Regions from separate parts of the Mus musculus genome. Here all the other regions are linked to region 3. The links are chromatin contacts, called in public promoter capture Hi-C maps. All regions are on one chromosome and are shown on one strand. Each heading gives the region's core, a stretch centred on a gene start, on an enhancer-like site or on the middle of the called end of the contact. The rest is flanking DNA. Distances are from core to core; before and after follow the strand shown. Region 1 overlaps Pcsk6 (proprotein convertase subtilisin/kexin type 6). Region 2 overlaps Pcsk6 (proprotein convertase subtilisin/kexin type 6). Region 3 has its middle 45 kb from the start of Gm33234.

Evidence for each region. Promoter capture Hi-C pulls out the DNA fragments that hold promoters and counts their contacts.
Region 1: a promoter capture Hi-C map of liver shows a contact between it and region 3. The contact joins two enhancer-like sites. A contact is called at or near these places in 3 of 39 promoter capture datasets (liver and pre-B cells), 2 of 484 Hi-C or Micro-C datasets (embryonic stem cells and liver) and 2 of 115 datasets of contacts at active chromatin or transcription factors (embryonic stem cells and hepatocytes).
Region 2: a promoter capture Hi-C map of liver shows a contact between it and region 3. The contact joins two enhancer-like sites. A contact is called at or near these places in 2 of 39 promoter capture datasets (hippocampal neurons and liver), 5 of 484 Hi-C or Micro-C datasets (the N1E-115 cell line, Sertoli cells, brown adipocytes and 2 more), 3 of 115 datasets of contacts at active chromatin or transcription factors (embryonic stem cells, forebrain and neural progenitor cells) and 3 of 9 other capture datasets (adipose tissue, liver and pancreatic islet).

What each region holds. Positions count from the first base shown.
Region 1 is chr7:65,901,319-65,904,785 of GRCm38.p6, reverse strand. The region is part of intron 1 of Pcsk6 (proprotein convertase subtilisin/kexin type 6); the gene reads right to left. Among named protein-coding and RNA genes, the nearest start is that of Gm51486, 28 kb to the left of the region's middle. Within about 2 kb of position 2,040, at least 75 of the 459 cell types and tissues checked have an H3K27ac peak or open chromatin away from gene starts, as enhancers often do. A contact at or near this core is called in hepatocytes and liver, where this site is marked.
Region 2 is chr7:65,868,476-65,871,983 of GRCm38.p6, reverse strand. The region is part of intron 1 of Pcsk6 (proprotein convertase subtilisin/kexin type 6); the gene reads right to left. Among named protein-coding and RNA genes, the nearest start is that of Pcsk6, 8.1 kb to the right of the region's middle. Within about 2 kb of position 1,998, at least 16 of the 459 cell types and tissues checked have an H3K27ac peak or open chromatin away from gene starts, as enhancers often do. A contact at or near this core is called in liver, where this site is marked.
Region 3 is chr7:65,736,510-65,740,413 of GRCm38.p6, reverse strand. No RefSeq gene overlaps it. Among named protein-coding and RNA genes, the nearest start is that of Gm33234, 45 kb to the right of the region's middle. Within about 2 kb of position 2,588, at least 16 of the 459 cell types and tissues checked have an H3K27ac peak or open chromatin away from gene starts, as enhancers often do. A contact at or near this core is called in hepatocytes and liver, where this site is marked.

The sequences.
Region 1 (3,467 bases), core at 791-3,290, 160 kb before region 3:
AGCTAGGATTCCTAGGCATCAAGCCTCTATCTTTTGGTGCAATTAAAAGCCAATAGCTTCCACGGAGACTCCAAAAACCTGACATCTGTCCTCAGTAGGAGGGTCTCCACACGGGGCCCATATCTCAGCATGTGATACTCTTCTGTTTCCAGGGGAAAGTATGGGGTCACGCATTAAGCTCAATGGTACATTTTCCATTATACATTATGTGTGTATGTGTGGGTGGATGGATGGATGTTCAAGTTGTATGAAGACCTGTTTGTTCTGCTGTGAGTGAGATATACTGGTATTATAATGCATATATGTATATATGTATGCATGTCTATTATATATTCAGATGTGTGTATTTATTTAAAAATGTGTTTGTGGCTATGTATATCTGTATTTATATATATATATGAATGTATTTTACATATGAATATGAATGTGTAGGAATTTGTATATATAGATACATAAACATTCGTGTGTGTGTGTGTGTGTGTGTGTGTGTGTGTGTGTATTTATGCAGGACTCGTGACCAAAGCCCAGCAAACCTTTGATCTTTTTTTTCCCATAACCATCATATGAATAGGCTGCTGGGGCCTGTGCTGACTGCCCTAATCCAGAAGCCCCGGGTCTATGGCTCCCCACTGTAGTATACTTCAAACACAGGCAAATAGCTGCAGTAAATCAGCTGCAAGTTGGGTCTGACCTCAGATGGAGGTTCTGGTTACAGAGGCCTGGGTGGTGATGGGGCTTCTTGGTTCTGGAGAAGAGAGCAGCTCAGCCTTTCCCAGGAGGCTGCTAGCTGGTTGCCCTCTTCCTCCCCTCTCCCCAGGGCTCAACTCAGGGCCACCGGCTCCTCTAGAGCCTCCTTTCCCTCCACCTGGATGGGTCCTGAGTACCCTGCATTCTCGTGGCTGAGGTGTTGGAAGGCTGAGCCCTACTCTCAGCATCTCTGTCCTCAGGCTTGGCACAGAACAGATGTCAGCAGACGACTCTCACACAACCAGAGCCACCATCATCGCTTTGCCCCCACTTCCCACTCCCTGAGAGCCTACCTATCCTCTGAGGAGCTCCGAGGCATGGTGGGAGGTACCACCCAACCTTCTCAAAGCAGCTCCTTAAATGGTCCACATCTTCATCCCCTGGGGCAGGCCTTTGACGGGGACTAGCCCCCACGGTGCTATGCTGGCCCCTTCATCTCTTCAACATCACCACACTGCCATTCTGCCCAGCTCCTCACTGACACAGAGCCACCTCTCTTGTCACACATATCGGCTTCTGTCCTTAAGAGACTTTGTCATGTGTAAGGACCCTTATCTCTTGTTGCTCCATAGTCCTATGTGAGCTCACGCCGGTCCTCTGCAGTGACTCCACTGACTCCTGCTATTGTTTACCTTATCCTAAAGTCACTAACTGCCTCCGGGAAGCCTTCCCAGATCTCCCAGACTCAGTTCTCATTGCACCTATATACATATAGACCAGGGAAAGTGTGAGTCCAGAGGGAGGACTGACAGCTCCTTCCCTTCTGGGCACAACTGTCTTCCTTTTACTCTCTCCCAGCCAGTCCCCATCCCAGGACAGCCGAGAAGCTGGAAACCACTATGCTGTGGAGCTGAGGGACCAACTGGCAGCTGGTGGCCTGGGCAGACGTAGCCTCTGTGCTATCTAAAAGGCACAGCTTCTCCTCCACCCAGGTGGCTGGAGGTTATTCATGGGGAGCACACAGCACAGATGGGAGCACCACAGGGGGAGGATCCGAAGGAGAGCATGCGAACAGTATCTGAGCAGACTCCAAGCAGTGTCTGAGCAGAGTCTTGAGTTTTTATTTTAAGCACAAGCATTTACTCTCATGTTTACTGAGCCCCGTGGGCTGCCAGCTGGAGCTCACCCTGTATTCTTCAAGACAGCGCTACGTGAAGGAATGAAGGAGGAGCGACAGTCTCATCCATCCGTGTCTGATGTGCAGCAGAGCCACTGCAGAGCACCAGCAGCCACCCCAGATGACACTGAGTCTTACAAAGGTCCACCAGCTCTGGGGCCAGAGAGCTGGCTCTGCTCTCGCTCTCAGGGAGTTGCCTAAGTGCATATTTTGGACAGTCTAGGAAAACATCACCCCACCTCCCCAGGCTCGAGCAGCTAAATCTCGCCTGCCTCAAGGGAACAGCTGATAAGCAGCCCTGGGAACGTCCCCCTTCAAGGTCTCCACATGAATGGGGAGTAGATTTGCAGCTTCTGACTGCAGAAACCTCCCTTTATCACTCCCGGAGCCTGCCCTTGGCTGGACACAGATGTCTCCAGCCCTCTTCCTACAGCTGCAGCTTGCTGGCTTCTGGGGCTGCTGGGCTTTCTTGGGGCTGACATCTTCCAAAGGCCTTGGCTTTCTGGAAGAGTCCATGTCTCAGTCATGGTCTCCTGGGTCCAGTTATATAACGCTATTGATCCCAGTTGGCCTGCTTAAGAAAAACACAACTAATTAGAGCCCATAAAAGCCTACACACCAAATTAATTCTGAATTGCTCCGGTGACTTCCTCCTAAAAATGTTATAAATAGAGATGGCCACCGGGCCTATATTTAGCCTGTGCTGGGCTACCTGGTATTTATAATTAAGGAAGTCCAGAGGGACAGAATGGACATTTTGTTGTTTTTTTTTTAAAGCACTTTTTTTACAAACTGCTTCCCATTTCAGTCACATATACACACAGCCACATTCTGTTATTGCAATAATTACAGTCCCACCCGAGTTAAGATGCTGCACGATTTCTCAGTTCTTTCAAATTATGTTCTTCAACACATACACACCCCAAACAGTACAATTAAGCTGGTCAACTTCCTGCAAATCCCTTTAAAAAAAATAACATTAATTTTGATTTTGTAGACTTCATTTTCTTTCCCTTGAGCTGCTGAAGCAAACAGCCTGGTTTCTGATGAGGAAGCCTGACGTACCCACTTGGCCTGGGCTCATACTGCTCATGGCTGCAAACATTCTTTATTTTTGAAGATCTCCTCTCTAAAGATCTTACTAGTTAAAGGGTTCTTAGTGGTTGTGTGAAGTTCATTATTGTTCTTCATTCCTGATCCTAATGCCCCCTGTGTATTCACTTGTTTTGCTTTTATTTGATTTTTTTTTAAAGAAAAACATGCAGCCCTTCCTCTCCTGAGGTCCTCTAACCTAAGTGTCATAAGGACAGGAGCACAGCTTGTGTGGAGAGGGGACAAGAGGAAGGCCTGGGGTAGACCAGGGCAAGGCATGGCAGCTGGAGCTCAGCAATGAGGAAGGCATCCCCGCTGGTAATGGAAAGCCTAGGAAATCCGTAGGCAGAGGCCCCACTCTGGACGTCTACATGTGAGCAGGTCCCCAGGGTGGGGTGGAAACCAGTGAATTCGTCAGATGGGTAAACGGCAGGGGCGCTGACGAGTGTATCAGGACATCAGGAGCAACGGAAGCCAGATCTCCCAGCACTACAGAAGGTCAATCATGCAA
Region 2 (3,508 bases), core at 749-3,248, 130 kb before region 3:
GGATTGTCCCTAGTGGCTGCCAACACTGGGGAAGAGAAAAACCCAAGGAGATACCCTGGTTTCTGCCCCGATGGATGGGGAAAGAAACAAGGTGGACAAAGAAGCTTGGGATGTAGGGAACCCCAGGGAGCTCTGGAAAGGGCCCTGAATTACACAGTAGTGCCCTAAACACACACACACACACACACACACACACACACACACACACTGCTGGTAACCTCACCACGACGATGACTGGAAACCAACCGGGGAAAGTTTGGAAATGCAGGTTCCTTCAGAAACACAGGGGATTTGTTTATCCTGTGGCAGGGGTGGCCTGGCTAGCTATTGAGAAGTTGGCCCTAGTGGACAAGGGTTCTGTGACTGCTGCTGATGGCCAGTGGCAGAAATTTAAGAGTCCCCATGAGGGTCCAAGACTGACAGTGATGGTCCCTTCCTGGCCCAGTTCAGGAGGGGACATGTGTAGCACACCACGGCAGGGCAGCAAATCTGGCTGGACCTCAGCGCACTGCAGGGCCCTGCGGGGTGCGGCTTGTTTGTGCCCAAGCGGCCAAAGGGGAGACAATGAGACTATTTCTTCCCCTCTGCGGTGCCACCATCTCGACACTGGGGGCATTGATGGACTGGTTACTATGGGAACCCAAGGCTGCTGATCCCATCCCACGGAGTGTGAGGCTCCCAACAGCTGATGGCTATTCATCCTGGTTCCCTGCAGGACCAGACAGAGGCCTTGCACCCGTCACTGTCTTCAGAATCCTCAAAGCAGAGGCACTAGTACACCAGGAAGATGCAGGATTCCATGGAATGACGAGATGGGAGGGAGGCATGGCAGGACCCCAGGCACTGCCAGGGCACACAGGGCTCTCAGCTCAGTGTGGAGCTGACCTGACCCAGAAGCAAAGGGCACTGCCACAGGAGGATGTCCTCATGCATATGCACACAGGGCTTAGTGAATTTGAAAAACAAGGGATTAAAATTTAAAAAGCAGTGGGGAGAGATGTTCAATAACATAAGGGCTAGGGCCTGACCTCCTCCAGCCTGGAAGGCTCACAACCTGTACAAGAACTCGCTTAAATGAGCACACATCCATTCTCTGCCCGGGTGAGGCTTCTCAGCCATAGATTCCAAACTGACCTCGGAGGAAAAACAGCCAGGGGACCCACTCCAGACTGACCAGAGAACCCGGAGTCTAAGTGGCAGACAAGCCAGCAGGCCATAAATATCAGAGACGATGACAGTGACAAGGAGTCCAGGAGACAGATATGTTCTCTGGGCTGGGGCACTCAAGGGAGGGCTGCTGACAGCGGAGCCAAGCTGAGAAAGATGAGGGATGGCCAGGATAAGATGAGGTCCACTCTAGGCTGACCAGGGTAATATAAGGAAGCCCGGGGGAAGCATGAGAATGAAGAAAGAGGTTTGGAGGTGTACAGCTGCAACTGGGGTGCAAGGTGATGGGGGGCAGAGACACTGCAGTAGCCTGGTGGCAGGCAAGGGACCTGGGGGGACCTGGCCTGTGCTGCACAGTGGCAGGAGGAACAGGGGAACCTCAGAGCCAGTCAGTTGGCGATGATATGGGGCTGGTTAGAGAACTGCTATAAACAACTGGAGCCAGAGGCAGCTCCCAGGCTTCTAGTTCAGGCACCGGAGTGGGTGGTTCCTGTATGAAACGGGCACACAAGAGGGTGAGTTTTACAGCTAAGTGTGTCCAGGTGATAACGTACAGTTAGTGTCTAGGTGTAGCACCTTAGGGCTGGAGGGGCTAAGTTTAGCTTTTTAAAAAATACATAGAGAGAGATGTTCGTCTCAATGCTATGGAGGAGCCCACTGTCCTAGAGAGGACAACATGCCACAAAGCACAGTGTGTATGTGGTAAGGGAGAGCCAGGTGTGGCTTCATTAGCCAATCAATTGTTTATTTCATCAGGAACAGGAAGGCTTTCAGTGAGAGGGTGACTTGCCCTTGACAGAGAAGCAGGGACAGGGTCACCTGCCAAAGGTGACGAAAGTGGAAAGTCAGCCACTGAGCATGGGTTTGGTCCTGGGTCTGTCAATCAAGGGTTTGTCAGACTCTAATTGAACCAAATACCTCAAGGCCAGCAAGTGACATCTCCTTACCGAGAGCTGGCGTGAGGTCCCCTAAAGTTATGTCCCACAGGCACCCACACAAGAAACATCAGCCAGCGTGAGGACATGCCAGGGCTTCTCCTTACCCAAGGGCACAGCACTGACAGCCAGAAGGAAGACAGGCAGTGGGAACAGACGCACGGAAGTTCTTCTGTGTGCGGGTTCTGGGAGGACTTGGGCTAGGCTGAGGGCTCAAAAATTAGTTTAAACAAAAAAGTCTGTGCAGAGGCTCCAAGGCCCAAACAAGCTTCCCAGGACAGCAGGGGATTGCTAGACATTGAAAAAGAGTCTCTGACCAGCCGCTGTGTGGCCCGCTATGGCCACCCAACATGCAAGGCACACTGAGGTCTCAGTGTCTGCAGGCTCCCTTGTCCCGGGTCTACTGCTGTGTTTCTGATGTGCTCCCGACGCCTGTCCGGGAAACACTTGAACAGTTCCAGAGGGCTGGTCAGCTGGCTAACCGTTCAGGCCTCGTTCCATGTCTGCCTTTGGACACGGCCTGCCTTTGGACACGGCCATTCGAGGTCTTCCCGTTCCACACGCTCTAGCCAGATCAGCTCTGGCCACTGCTCTCCACCTCAGTCCCAGTGAGTCAGAAGGGCAAGCTAGTCATTCAACACCCTGTCCACTTTGACTGTCTGAGTACAGGTGCCCACCGAGACGGTTCGACACAAGACTCAAAATGCCAATCTTGTCTGTGTCCCCAGTGCACATCCAGGACCTCTCCCCGGCCAGCTGTGCATAACAGCAAGACAGCCTCTGACCAAAAAAAGGAGTCCTTAAGAACTATGTCACAAATGATTGGCACTTTGGATTTCCCTTGTCCCCATCGGGCCCTGGTGCCTCAGCTGGAACGAGTTCTAGCTCACTATTCTAACACCTGGTTAAGACCTCAGCTGGTGCTGGGAAGTGGTGGGGCACACCTTTAATTACAGCACTTGAGAGGCAGAGGCAAACGGAGTTTTGAGTTTGAGGTCAGCCTGGTCTACAGAGTGAGTTCCAGGACAGCCAAGGCTATACAGAGAAACCCTGTCTCGAAAACAAAACAAAACAAAACAAACAACAACAAAAAAAAAAACCAGAAGAAAAGAAAAGAAAAAGAAAGAAAGAAAGAAAGAAAGACAGACAGACAGACAGACAGACCTCAGCTGGCTCTTCTTGTGAGAACAAGCTGTCCACAGCGCAACCGTTTCCCTCTGTTAACAAATGGATTCCACAGGCTCACCTGAAATTCTAGGCCAGGGATGGCCTGCTCGACAGCTATTTTAAGGACGACTATTTAGGGCAAGTTCAAAATCATTTAAGGCTCTTAGATCTTTTAGGGCCCTGGCAGCCAGCCTGCTCTTTTATGTGCAAACTTAGAACTAACAAATTAGCTCAATACC
Region 3 (3,904 bases), core at 1,339-3,838:
CATGCCAGGCATGAGAACCTTGGGAGGATTTTGCATTTAATTTTTAGCTGTATCTTATAAAATCATATGCTTCTGCATCGTGGTTATTATAAATTCTCTAGAGAGCATGGAAAATACACAGAAGGGTATTTTAAGTTATATGCGAATACTAAGCACTTTATAAGGAATTTGGGCATCCATGAATTTTGTTATCTGTGTGGTCCTAGAAGACAATTCTCTCTCTCTCTCTCTCTCTCTCTCTCTCTCTCTCTCTCTCTCTCTCACACACACACACACACACACACACACACACACACACAGAGCTAGGACTTATATTTTTGGTTGTGAGCCTAGCCTTTAATGGCTGAGCCATCTCTCCAGCTCGAGCTAGGACTTTTTTTTAGCATAGTAGATAGCATGTCAGTCTCCTAAAACTCCACAAACAATTCTCACAGATTTCCTTTGTTGAGGGTTTTACTTTTATTAAAAGACAAGGTCTTGTTCTACAGCCCCAGGCTGGCCTGGACTTCTCTCCATCTTTACACTTCTAAGTGCTAGGATTTATGTGTGAGTCACCATGCCTCCTGGGACTTTTGTTGAGTTTTGCCAACTCTTGGGCCCATAACTAACCTGGGACTGGGTATGTTTCAGACATAAGAGCCCTGTGAGGTTTTCATTTATGTCAATGAGTGAGGCAAAGGTGAGACAGAGAGATGGATGCTGGGACTTCACTTACCTATCAATGACCTAATGACTTCTATGCCAAATCAGCTCAGGTAAGTGTTCTGGCGTTTCCTAAGCCAGTTGGCGCTGGGCACTATGGTCTCAGATTTTTCAGTGTGTTCATTTTCTTATCCTCATTCAAATATGCAGTGAGGTAGTGTGTCCCAAAGACAGCCAGGTTCTAGCCCACAAACCCTGTGGTTGTTGTACATAGTAAAGGGGACTTTGCAAATATTATCCTGGGTCAGTCTAGTACCTTTATATGAAATCAGGAGTGTCCTCCTGGGAGGGGACACAGAGATGTTTGACACAGAGGGTTAAAAATACCAAGCTGCTACACAAAAATTGTCATTACATATATACAGATACATATACGTTATATACATATGCATCATATAAACATACATCATATACACATATATCATATACATTATATATACACACATACATATTCATTACATACATATGGATATATGCTACATATACATATGCATACACATGCACAGACACCATATACATATACATATACATACATACACACACACACATACACACTATATACCATAGTATGAATGTGGAGGTGAGAGGGCAGCTTTTGAAACTCAATTCCCATCCTCTCTCATGTGTGTCCCAGGCATGGAACTCATGTTCTCAGGCTTATCAAACAAGTGTCTTTACCTACTCGGCCATCTTGGCCACTCAAAGCTGCAACTTTTGACAATGAAAAATAGAGCTAGGAGAAATTCGGCTCTAAACAGCCTTGGAGAGAGGGAGGTAGGTAAGTGGTTTCCCTCCTATAGCCCGAGAGAGTGACCCTCCTAAAACCTTGACAGCTGGAGCCAAAGTGCTTTGACATTTCTGACACCCAAGCTTCAAGAGGAATCTCTGTGTGTTACTCTAAGCCATGAGTTCATGATGGTTTGTGGATGAGGCTTCCCGTTGTTTCTGGGTGGCTGAGGGAAGAGTCAGTTATGCAGATGTGAGGACATCTGGTGGAATCTGCTGGGCCATCAGGCTGAGAACACCATCCATCCACAACCTTGCTTGTACTTGGTAAGTACTGTATTCATCCCTCTCTGCTCAGACCCTGGTCCCAGCCTACCAGGAAGCCTGCCTGGTGCCTCAGGTCCCACCAGTTGCAGGCACCTTTGCAAGCTTCCCCTTCAGCATCTGCAGACCCAGAACTTCAATTGCTAATCACCTACTCCCAGGCTGCCCACTTTGGTCTCAGCTATGTGGATCCCTTCTGGACCATTCTGTAGCTGGCTATCACTCTGTCCAATGAAGTCTGTATCCATGACAGCATTTTACATACGTGGGTAGCTCTCCTAAGTCTCCCCAATAGATTGTACTTTTATTGTGGTTAATAATTCTATATTAAGTTCCCCTGAGTGATGTTTGTCTCCTGGTCAGATTTAGCCTACTTTGTATGATTCCATGATGAACTTTTAAATTAAATCTGCGTTATTTTCTTATCACAGTCTAGAAAAATCAACAAAACAACATCTAAGCCCTCACTTGTAATGTTGGCCAATATCCCTTCTACTTCCAATTTCCAGCTGTCAACACATCACAGAACATGGATTTAGGAAGAGAGAGATGTCTTGTGGCTACCATTATCTACAGTTTCTATTGATATAACACACAGATACAAGCCCTAAGCATAAATAATTTGGTAAAATTAATTAGGAAGTGTTGGTTCTCATATAGCATACTTAATTGCAAGTTCAAATAATTAATGGTTAACATGCCTGTGTTTAACAACTGGTTCGCAAAAATTCCAGATCACTTAAAAGTTGGCTTTTCTTGAGTACTACAAACCAGCTGCTGGCCAGCCCTGGGACAGAGGCCTTGGGCAACATGCCAAAGGTGCTGAGTACACTTTCTGTCAGGGCTGGCCTCTTCAGGGAGCAAAGGCGGTCTTTTGATGGCCTGCTGGGGTGAACCTGGGTCAGGAGGAGCCTTCACTGACCACATTTGTCGCTCCTGTCTTCCACTGTGACCTTATCTGCCCTCCATCGTGCCTGGTAACACGTGCACTTCTGGACAGCAGCGTCAGTTACCAGGCCCCATGCTTCTTAGAGCAACGAGTGTCTTGGTAGACACTGTTCCCAAGTATGGCTGAGGTGACTGGGATCAGGCAACCATACCTAGGTGTGCAAGCTTCAAAACTCACCTCACTACTCGCTAGCCAAGGGACTCAGAGCCAATCATCCACCGCCCACACATGCCCAATGAATCATGGTTCCAATGAGGGTGGAACAAGGTCATGGAAGCAAGGACAGGGCCCTCTAACTGAAGCAGCCGTGCTGGAGCCAGCGGCATACTCCCTGGGAACCAGCAGCGGGTCCAGATCACAGAATGCTATCAGATAGCCCAGCCTTCCCCCTACAGAAAACAAAACCCAGGCAAGCCACCTGACCTTTCTCTTGCATGTTTCCCAGGGATCAAAGAGCCTCTAACATTAACCCCAGAGGAGCTATTCCCAAATAGAGATAAAAATATTCCCTGTGCCCACTCCTGAAATTTTCTAAGGTATCCTCTGCGAGGGAGTGATCAGTGCCACCAAGGGGCCAGCTGGCTGGAAACAGAGTGGGGAAGCCTGGGTCGAGGTTCCCAGTCTGCTGCCTGCCTGGGGCCTGTGCTGTCCAGGGAATGAAGCTGCACCAAGACTCACAAGCATCATCCAGGCTGCAGCTTGGGTGTGGTCAGTGTGAAGGTAGCCTTAGCCTGGTTCTTCCTCGGCAAGACACTAGGAAGATGGTCCATGAAAGTGATCCCCGAGCATACATGTGAGGCTAACTCAGAGAGATATGGACAGAGACCCTAGAAAGTTATGGCCAGTGCCCCCACCCTCACCCCTGACTCGCTGCCAAGGGGATTCCCATCTTCCACCTAGGACCGTGCTCTCCTGCTCCCTCCAGCCTGGAGCTGGGGCCCATCCTGGGTCCAGTAGTCCAGGCCTTAGCAAACACCACATTGTGGTGCGGGTCCTCAAAGGATCAAGATTTTCCTCTGGTAAATCCAAAGGGGATGTTCTCAGAAGAGACGACCCCAACCCCAGATGGAGATGCCAGCACTGGACCTGCCCTCCCCACCCTGCCTGCTGCCTGTCTCCTGGCTTCATCCAGAATATCAAACAGCAAGTCTGGCTTAGCGGACCTGCAGGAATGGCCAGATTGTGGGATCTTGCTGTCCAGGA